Regions from separate parts of the Sus scrofa genome. Here region 1 is linked to region 2. The links are chromatin contacts, called in public HiChIP or PLAC-seq maps. All regions are on one chromosome and are shown on one strand. Each heading gives the region's core, a stretch centred on a gene start, on an enhancer-like site or on the middle of the called end of the contact. The rest is flanking DNA. Distances are from core to core; before and after follow the strand shown. Region 1 holds the start of GIMAP8 (GTPase IMAP family member 8). Region 2 holds the start of GIMAP5 (a long non-coding RNA gene).

The links. HiChIP or PLAC-seq counts read pairs in DNA pulled down with a chosen protein or histone mark.
Region 1: a contact with region 2 is called in an H3K27ac HiChIP or PLAC-seq map of alveolar macrophages. The contact joins the promoter of GIMAP8 here to the promoter of GIMAP5 in region 2. A contact is called at or near these places in 2 of 5 promoter capture datasets (fetal skeletal muscle and liver), 18 of 47 Hi-C or Micro-C datasets (alveolar macrophages, blood, brain and 11 more) and 1 of 2 datasets of contacts at active chromatin or transcription factors (alveolar macrophages).

What each region holds. Positions count from the first base shown.
Region 1 is chr18:6,492,521-6,497,057 of Sscrofa11.1, forward strand. GIMAP8 (GTPase IMAP family member 8) reads right to left here and starts at 2,877. Exons shown (of 6, transcript XM_021078920.1): 1 at 2,271-2,877; 2 at 1,571-1,771. The coding sequence starts at 1,638.
Region 2 is chr18:6,361,431-6,365,915 of Sscrofa11.1, forward strand. GIMAP5 (a long non-coding RNA gene) reads left to right here and starts at 2,013. Exons shown (of 6, transcript XR_002340496.1): 1 at 2,013-2,501; 2 at 2,906-3,001.

The DNA.
Region 1 (4,537 bases), core at 1,627-4,126, 130 kb after region 2:
CCTGTGAGGGGAGTGCCCATTGTGGCTCAGCTGTAAATGAACCTGACTAGTATCCATGAGGACGCAGGTTCGATCCCTGGCCTCGCTCAGTGGGTTAAGGATCCGGCGTTGCCATGAACTGTGGTGTAGGTCACAGATGAGGCTCGGATCTGGCGTTGCTGTGGCGTAGGCTGGTGGCTACAGCTCTGATTTGACCCCTAGCCGGGGAACCTTCATATGCTGCAGGTGCGGGCCTAAAAAGCAGAAAAAAAAAAAAAAAAAAAAAAGAGTCTGTGAATTCTTAGTAACTAAGGTTGTGGCGATTTGTAACCACAACAAAAGAAAACCAATTACGTGCTCTCCCAGCTTCCCTTCCAAAGAAGGGTGTCCTTGTGAGCCAGTTCTCCCTGATGATAATTTAGGGAATGCTTGCTTGGGCCTTCTGAGAATGCTATTGATTTCCCCATGGTAGGGACAGACTCAAATTGAGAGCTCCTTACATCACCCTTCCCTCTTCTTCATGCATGACATTTCAGTGTGACTGCTGGAATGGCAGCTGATATCACAGGGCGATGAGGTAAAAAGTAAGAAAAAAAAAGTCAATATGCATCATCAAGCTAGGACAGCAAAGTGGGAGTTTCCTAGTGGCTCAGTGGGTTAAAGATCCAGCGTAGTCACTGCAGTGGCTTGGTTCACTGCTCTGGCGTGGGTTTGATCCCTGGTACAGGAACTTCCATATGCTTCAGGAGTGGCCAAAAAAGAAAAAAAAAAAAAAGAGAGACATGCACCCCCATGTTCACTGCAGCGCTATTCACAACAGCCAAGACAGGGAAACAAATGTCCATGACAGATGAATGGATTAAGATGACCTGGTACCTATACACAATGGAATACTACTCAGCCATCAAAAAGAATGAAACAATGCCACTCATAGCAACGTGGATGCAACTAGAGATTTTCATACTAAGTGAAGTAAGTCAGAAAGAGACGGACAAATACTATATGATATCACTTATATGTGGAATCTAAAATATGGCACAAATGAACCTATCTACAAAACAGAAACAGATTCACAGACATGGAGAACAGACATCTGGTTGCTGGGGTTAGGGTGGGGGGAGTGGGAAGGACTAGGAATTAAGGATTGATGGACGCAAACTATTACATCTGCAATGCATGGACAACAAGGTCCTACTGTACAGCATAAGAAACTGCCCCCCCCCCCCCGCGCTGACTTCCCTGGGCTGGGGGCGGGGGGGGGGGGCGCCCAGTGTCACAGCCCAGGAGTCCGGGGATACCTGGGGAGTGGACCCGCCCCCTCCTTTTTTTTTCGGGCCTTCATCTCAACCCTGGGGGGGAGGGCAACCCCTCCCAGACTCGCTTCTTCCTAGAAAGGCAGGTGCAACTCCCCAGGGATGTGACCTCTGTCCCCGCCCCTCAGCCCCCCGCTGGGGAGACCGGCGCTGGAGAAGGAGGGACACCCCTGAAATCAAGCCCTCCAGGTGGCTGTCTCCGCGCCCTGGGTGTCTGCCTTTCCCAGCCTCCTGCCCACGCGTGTAGGCACAGAACCCGCCACCGCGCACACACGTACCTCGGTCCTGTTCCCGGGCCCGTCCCAATTTCAGGACCTCTTCGTTCCGCCCGCGTCCATCTCTCCATCGCTCGGCTGGGCGGCAGCAGCTGCTGGAGCCCCTCAGGCCCACGGGCGCCGCAAAGAGGCTGGAGGAGACGGCAGGGGAGAGGAGAGCAGGGCGGGACCAGCCTCGCCGGGTCAGGGTCTTCCTGAGTGTTTCTGAGGAGGAAGAGAACCAGATTTGCACTGCAGTCGGAGGGGGAAGTTGAGAACTGATGCCAAGATCGCAGGGTGAGAACGTCAGGGTGAGGGCGGTCGGGGTCAGGGCGGGACCGCCCCCACCTACCCCGCGGGCGGGCGGCGGAGAAAGGCTGGTGAGAGGTGGCGCAGAGGCTCCGCTGGGGCTCAGGGGACCGGGCAGCGCCCTGGCCGAGCCTGGGGAGGGTCCCTCGAGAAGGATCTCTGTGCCTGTGCCGAGCACACGAGAGGACCTGCAGGTTGCTTCTTGCTCTGAGAACAGTCTGGGGCCTCTCAAGGCTCCAGCGGCGGGAGGGGGAGCGCCCGCAGCAGGTGCTTCTTCTCCTGCGGGTCCTCGCCTCCACCTCTCAGCCCGGTCCTTTCCCAAGTTGGGAGTGAAAACAGGAGGGCTTTGTTTACCTCCTCGCCCCCACTGCCCGAAGCAGAAGCAGCTGTAGAGCTTCTGCGAACAGCTCCTCACCGCCTTGGGGGGGCCCTCGCTGAAATCCCCCTCCGGAGTCACCCCGTGGGGCCTCGGACCAGCGCTGCTTCCCAGGCTAAAGATTTCCTTCCCAGGGCAATTGCGCATTTGAAATACTTGAACTTTGATGCTTTCGAAGGGTTCATAAAACGAAACCCTTTGGGGGAGCCATAAGCCTTTAAAAGCTTTCTGTTTCAGGAGGAAGTTAAACACCAAGACCTTATTTTATTTTCCAGTGGTTACAACGCTTAACATTGAATTTGCCATATTAGCCATTTTTAGGTGCACAGCTCAGCAGTGGCAGGTAGAGTCACATGGTGCAAAAAGCTCCAGAATTTTCCATCCCGTAGCCTGAAGCGCTGGACCCCGTCAATAAGAGTCCTCCTCCCCAGCCCCTGGTAACCATCCGCTACTCTCTGTTTCTAGGATTTTGATGACTTGAGGTACTTTAGACCGCGTTTGCCCTTTCAAGGCTGGCTTTTTCTGCTTATTTATGTCTTCCACAGGCTGGGTCTTTGAAATGTCTGAGGTGGGGCTGAGCTTCCAGAGACATCCACCCCCACCTCCTGGGGAAGGAGGAGCTGTGGGGGCCCCCACCTGGGCTTTGAGGGGCTGCTCCGTCCTGTGTGGTCCCCCCACCCCCAACCAATGGGCTGGTCTTCAAGGGCTAGGGTGACACAGCCAGACTTGGAGGGGAAAGGGACAAAGGTTGTCCTATCCCCCGCCCCACTTACCCCCTTTGTAATGAGGACCCGGGGTCAGGAAGAATCCCCATCCTCTACAGGGCACTAGGTCAGTTCATGTAAAATTAACTCATTGAAACAAGCGTGAGTTCCCGATGTGGCTCAGCGATAACGACTAGACATGAGGATGTGAATTCAGTCCCTGGCCTTGCTCAGTGGGATCATGATCCAGCATTGCTGTGGCTGTGGTGTAGACTGGCAGCTGTAGCTTCCATTCAACCCCTAGCCTGGGAACTTCCGTATGCTGCGGGTGCAACCCTAAGAAAAGAAAAGAAAAAAGACAAAAAAAGAGAAAAAAAGAAAAGAAAAGAAAAAAAACAACACAACAAAAACCAGACAAAATCCTGCCACTCAGTCAGTCAACCATCCCCGCTTGTGTCACTCTCAGAAGTGGAGGTCAGTTCAGGGCAGGGTCACAGGCCCAGTGGGATGTCATTTCTCCCAAAACAGAGGAGATAGTAAACTGGCTTCAAGAAATACTTGCTCCTTCTTAGAAGATAGGTGAAGCTTTGGGGAGCACTCAGGAAATCCAGAGCTTCAAATGATTTAGCAAGTTGACTATTTGCTGAGTCAACCGTTTGTGTAAAAAAAAAAAAAAAAAAAAAAAAAAATCCATCAGCTTTTGGAGAATTGACTCTGTGGGGACTGCCACAGATTCTGGTTGGGCCCTGATCTAGGGAAGGATGGGGCTTCCCTGCCCCCTAGTGGCTCTGTGGGTAATGACAAGGACAGCAAAACCACTCCCCTGGGGGCTGGCTGCAGGGTTTCTGCCAGTAAAACACCCCTCCTCACCTCTCCTTCCCAGATTCTCACAGGGGGTGGGAAGGAGAGGGGCTGGATTTCCAGAAATGGAATAAGCCAGGAAGGCGCAAGTTCTGCAGGTAAGGAGGAAACTCCCAGAACCAGACACAGAGGACCAAGGACTCCAGACACATCCCTGACTTAAGGAGCTCAATCGAAAAGACAGGAAAAGAGACTAAACCTACAGATGTGGAAGTGTACATGCACTGCCATAGAGATGGGTTCAGGTGAGCAAAGAGGAAGCCTGTCAACCCTGCAAAGTGGAGAAACAACCAAGTGGGAAGCAAACTTATCAACAAGCCCAGAAACCAGCTGTTTACTGCGGCAGGTTCTGACGGTACTGGAGGAGCTTAGCAGGCACAGTGGAGGAAGAAGCTACGCTGGGGAGCTGAAGCCTACCTGCAGTCTTGAGAGGCATATAGAAATGCAGAGGGACAATGGCAAATGCCACGAGCATCCAGGGTGATGACAGCAGTCTGGGCATGTGGGGGAAAGGGGATCAGGCTGGGGACCAGTTAAAGGCTACTGCCATAGTCCAAGCTAGAAATGAGGCCATGAACTAAAATAGTGACTGTGAAAATGGAGTGGAAGAAGGAACAATTCATGATACATTTAGGAGATAGAAAGAGCACAAAACTAAGAAAGACTCCCTCAGGGTTGCTATGGCAAGCGTTCGAGTTGCCACATCAAAGGGAGTGCTACTCACAGCGTTGACATTTCTTA
Region 2 (4,485 bases), core at 763-3,262:
CTCTTTCGGATTTGTCCAAAACATAAGTATTTAGACCTGTTAGGAATGATTCAATTTTAATTTATGTCTCACAGGAGGGAAACGCATTATTAGACAACCATAATTCTACAAAATTCGAGAGACGAATGGTTATTTTCACAGGGTGGAGGTACAGGGTTTTTTTTTTTTTTTTTTTGGTCTCTTTAGGGCTGCACAGGTGACACATGGAAATTTCCAGGCTAGGGGTCGAATCAGAGCTGCAGCTGCCAGCCTATACCACTGCTGCAGCAATGCTGGATCCGAGCCAGGTCTGCGACTTACACCACAGCTCACGGCCATGCTGGATCCTTAACCCACTGAACGAGGCCAGGGATGGAACCCGCATCCTCATGGATACTAGTCGGGTTTGTTACCACTGATCCATGACGGGAACTCCGCGGAGGTAGAATTTTTGAGGACTGGCTATCTCGCAGGCTCCTCTGTAGGAATAATATTTGCTGTTCTTCACTGCAGCTGCATGGGCAAAGGAACAATTTCCCTCCTTCTTTATTTTGGGCATTTCTTTCATCAGCAATTAGAAGTACCTGTGGTTTGAAGAGCCATCCCTGGAATTCCACAAGTTAGCTGTGAAGGGAAAAGAGGAATCCTGAATAGCCACTAAACTCTAAACATGGAAAGGGGCAGAAAAGAAGTGTTAACTGGTGTTGTGCTGAGGAGGTAATGTTTTGCTTTCTTGAGTCATAAATACAGGCCCTTTTTGAATTAATAAGAAAAATGCAGGAGTTCCCCTTGTGGCTCAGTGGGTTAAGAACTGGACATAGTGTCCATGAGGAGGCAGGTTCGGTCCCTGGCCTCGCTCACTGGGTTAAGCATCTGGAGTTGCCATCAGCCATGGTGTGGGTCACAGAGCCAGCTCAGATCTGGCATTGCTGCGGCTGTGGTGTAGGCCGGCAGCTGCAGCTCTGACTGGACCCCTAGCCTGGGAACTTCCATATGCTGCAGGTGCAGCCCCAGAAAGAAAAAAAAGATGCACCTAATTTAACAGAATAATCAGCTTAGTATATGTACAGGCTGTTTAGAGGAAAAAGGGTATAACTGTTCCCAGTAGAAGGTTATCCCATTTCAGCCTATGTAGTGGTTAAGGAAATGCCTAAAGCTTTTCTTCAGTGATTAATTCGCGTTTTTCCTAATGCGCAGAAAGTAGCTGATCAACATGCATAGCTCTATGTTGTGGGCACGTGAGTAGTAGCCTTGCCAGGCTGGTGAGGTGGATGACTCAATGGTTTACCTTAACCATGAATGTTTTGCTACCTTTGAGCAATGTCCCTTTCTTGTGTATCCAATATTTACAAAATATGTACTGAGATGACTGGATAAATTGGCTTCAGGCATGAAGCTATTCATGATTTTAGGGTGGATAAATATCTGGCAAAGATAATTATTTTTATTTTGAAGGAGTCGATATTTAACCGTCCCCCCACCCCAGCCGCAAAAATGCAACCTTAGAGGCATTTCTAGCTGGCAGAGAAAAAACAATATCTTCTGTATGTTAAAAGTATGCCTTTCTGGGAATTCCCCTCGTGGCTTAGTGGTTAACGAATCCCATTAGGAACCATGAGGTTGCGGGTTTGATCCCTGGCCTTGCTCAGTGGGCTAAGGATCTGGCTTGCCGTGAGCTATGGTGTAGGTTGCAGAAGTGGCTCAGATCTGGTGTTGCTGTGGCTGTGGCGTAGGCCGGTAGCTACAGCTCCGATTAGACCCCTAGCCTGGGAACCTCCATATGCTGTGGGAGTGGCCCTAGAAAAGGCAAAAAGACAAAAAAAAGAAAAAAAAAGTATGCCTTTCTGTCCTCTACAGCAGGAGGGCATTTATCCAGTTCAATCAGTGTAAAAAGTATTATTATTTGAAGTGTGAAAATTACAGTATTAATAGGGGAGAATATTTTGGTAAGTCAAGAGCGGCTTTCATTGCGATGTGAAGTGTGGCTGTTTTCTGCAGTATAAACGCTCTCCCCTCCAAACCAAGCAAGAATCAAGAGTTACCTGCGTTTCCATTTCCTACTTAGAGTTGCTTTTCTAGAGTTCATCTGAACCCAAAGATGCAAGTAGTGGCTCAAGCTCTGCCCCCTTGACCCTCAGCATGGCTCCAGAGGGGCGCTCAGCCCCCACGACCCAGGGCCCCCAGCAGGGCCTTTGCAAGGATGAGGTTAACTAGGGCGGTAGGAGGAAACCAGAGCACACCCTTCCTGCAAGTGCTCAGCATTTTGCCCACATCGCACCCTGGGTAGGGGCGGATGTGTCCTTGGGTTCTGCGGCCGTGCAAGTTCACCTAGGTGCAGAAACCTACCCAACTTTATTTTCCCCTCACGTCCAAGCAAGGGCGACCTGAGGACAGGCCAATGGACAGAGAAATAAGAGGCGGCCAGAGCCGTACAAAGTCTCATGCAAGATGCCCGCCCTGAGTTCAGCTTTGGCTGCAGGTCTCTAGAATTACATACACGAAGCTGTCTTTGTGCAGAAGAGGTAAACGGTGGGCCGGGCGAGATGCGTGTTGGTCCAGGTGGGGCCAGTGAAAGGCTGAGGATGCCTGCTTTGGGATGCACCTGTGCCCCTGATGTTCACCAGCTTCTCTGGGTCTCCCGACTGATTCAGACAGGGAAATGGCACAAAAGCTTTACAGAGCTGTGGTGGGGAGAAGGAAATGGAGCTGTTATTAAAAAGAAATCAGACCAAAACCAAAAAATACTCCTCTTCCTCTGATGGCACCCTCTGAGGGCTTTTGACTCATTCTGAGGCTGTCTTGGCAAGAACAGCACACGCTGGTCTTTTGCGGCCCCGGGAGAACGCAGTCCCTCTCTCTCTCTCGTGGGTAGCATGTGTGGCCCGCTTTTTTTTTCACTTCTCACTGCTCTTGTGTTTGTTTGAAGAGACTAGAAGCCAATGAGAGAGGCTGCCAAGGAGCGGAGGGAGGATAGTTTCAAGACTGCGCGTGGGACTTGCAAGACTTTTCCAGGACCGACCAGGTAACAGGGCTTGGCTCCTCTCTCCCCGCCGCCCCTCTCCCACTCACCCCAGCTCCCTCGGTAATAATCTGCGTCAGTTTGCACATGATTTTTCTAAGCCTCAGTGTCACTGTTCCTAAATAATTAAGGTCAGGAGTTCTAGAGCCTAAAGCCCCGAATAAGTGCAAGCAGAAAATATTGCTGATATTGTCTTTTTTAGAACCTAAACTTTTGAACAGAATGAGCTCAGACAGCAGCCCTTTGGTGCTGACTGGCTTGTTTATTTCTCGTGTTTGTGCAAAAGTTTTGCACATATACAGCCAGTGGCTGTTGCACCGCGTCTGGGTGTAAGTATTGAGTTTTTGACACGTCTCGGGGCAAGAGAAGATGACCTGACCCTCCTCCCTCGATCTGCTCCCAGAAGCCATCCGATGCCCTTTGTGGAGCCGGCTGAAAAGTTGGCCTGGTGATTTGAATTTGACGGGAGGTCTGTTGCATTCATGACTCCAGGGAAAGTTGCAATTTTAAAGAGAGCAGAAAGATTTCAGGAACAGGACGCATGATGATCTAGTCAGGCAAAACATTTGCTTTCCTATTTTTTTTGGCCACGCCCACAGCATGCAGAAATTCCTGGGCCAGTGACCTGAGCCACAGCAGTGATGACACCAGGCCCTTAACCTTTAGGTCCACCAGGGAACTCCATTTGCTTTATTTCTGAGAAATACAATTTATTATTTTAAAAAAGATTTTACCCCCCTTCCCCCCCATTCACCAGAATGGAGTTACACGGCTGTGATTCCTAGAGGATTATCCTGCCCCGCCCCTCTTGACAGTGACAGGGTCTCATGGCGGCACCTTGTTGGTGACAATGCGTGGGCCTGCCAGCCACTCCATCACACTCCAGTTGGGAAAGTGGGGGAGGCTGTCAGGAATCCTTCTGGCAAATGAGAGCAAGCTAACCTGCCCAGGTTGTAGCCCACTTCAGATGCGTTTTAGCCGCCTTTCCCATGTTCCCAAGGGTGCCTCTACCTCTTCTGTCCCCACCTGCTCCTCCCGGCCCTGCCCGGTGGAGATGGTGTGGGATGTGGGGCTGCCCGAGGATGGGAGAAGGAATCACCTTCCTTTCCAGCCTTCAGCAGGAGCTGCTCTCTAAACTGGTCCAGCCAGCCTCCACGTGCAGGGAGAGGCGCGCCTGGCCAAGCCTGGTCTCTGATAACATTTTAAAGGAATGTTAATGAGATGGCTCTGACAAGAGGGAGCTGGGTGGTTGGCCAGGAGGAAGCATGATGATGGTGGCATCAGGAGGGGACTGATGGGGCAACCGGGCCCAGGGGTCTGCAGGGGACAGAGTGGGGTGTGGTGGGGGGGCGGGGGGGCAGCTGGGACATGGTGGCCACCTTCTGGCCGGCACTGGGGCGCTTTGGATTGGAGAGGAAGGAAAGCCTCAAAAAATAATTGAGAAAGATGGTTCAGAGAAGGGGCCCCCTTTTCACTTCTCTTTCTAC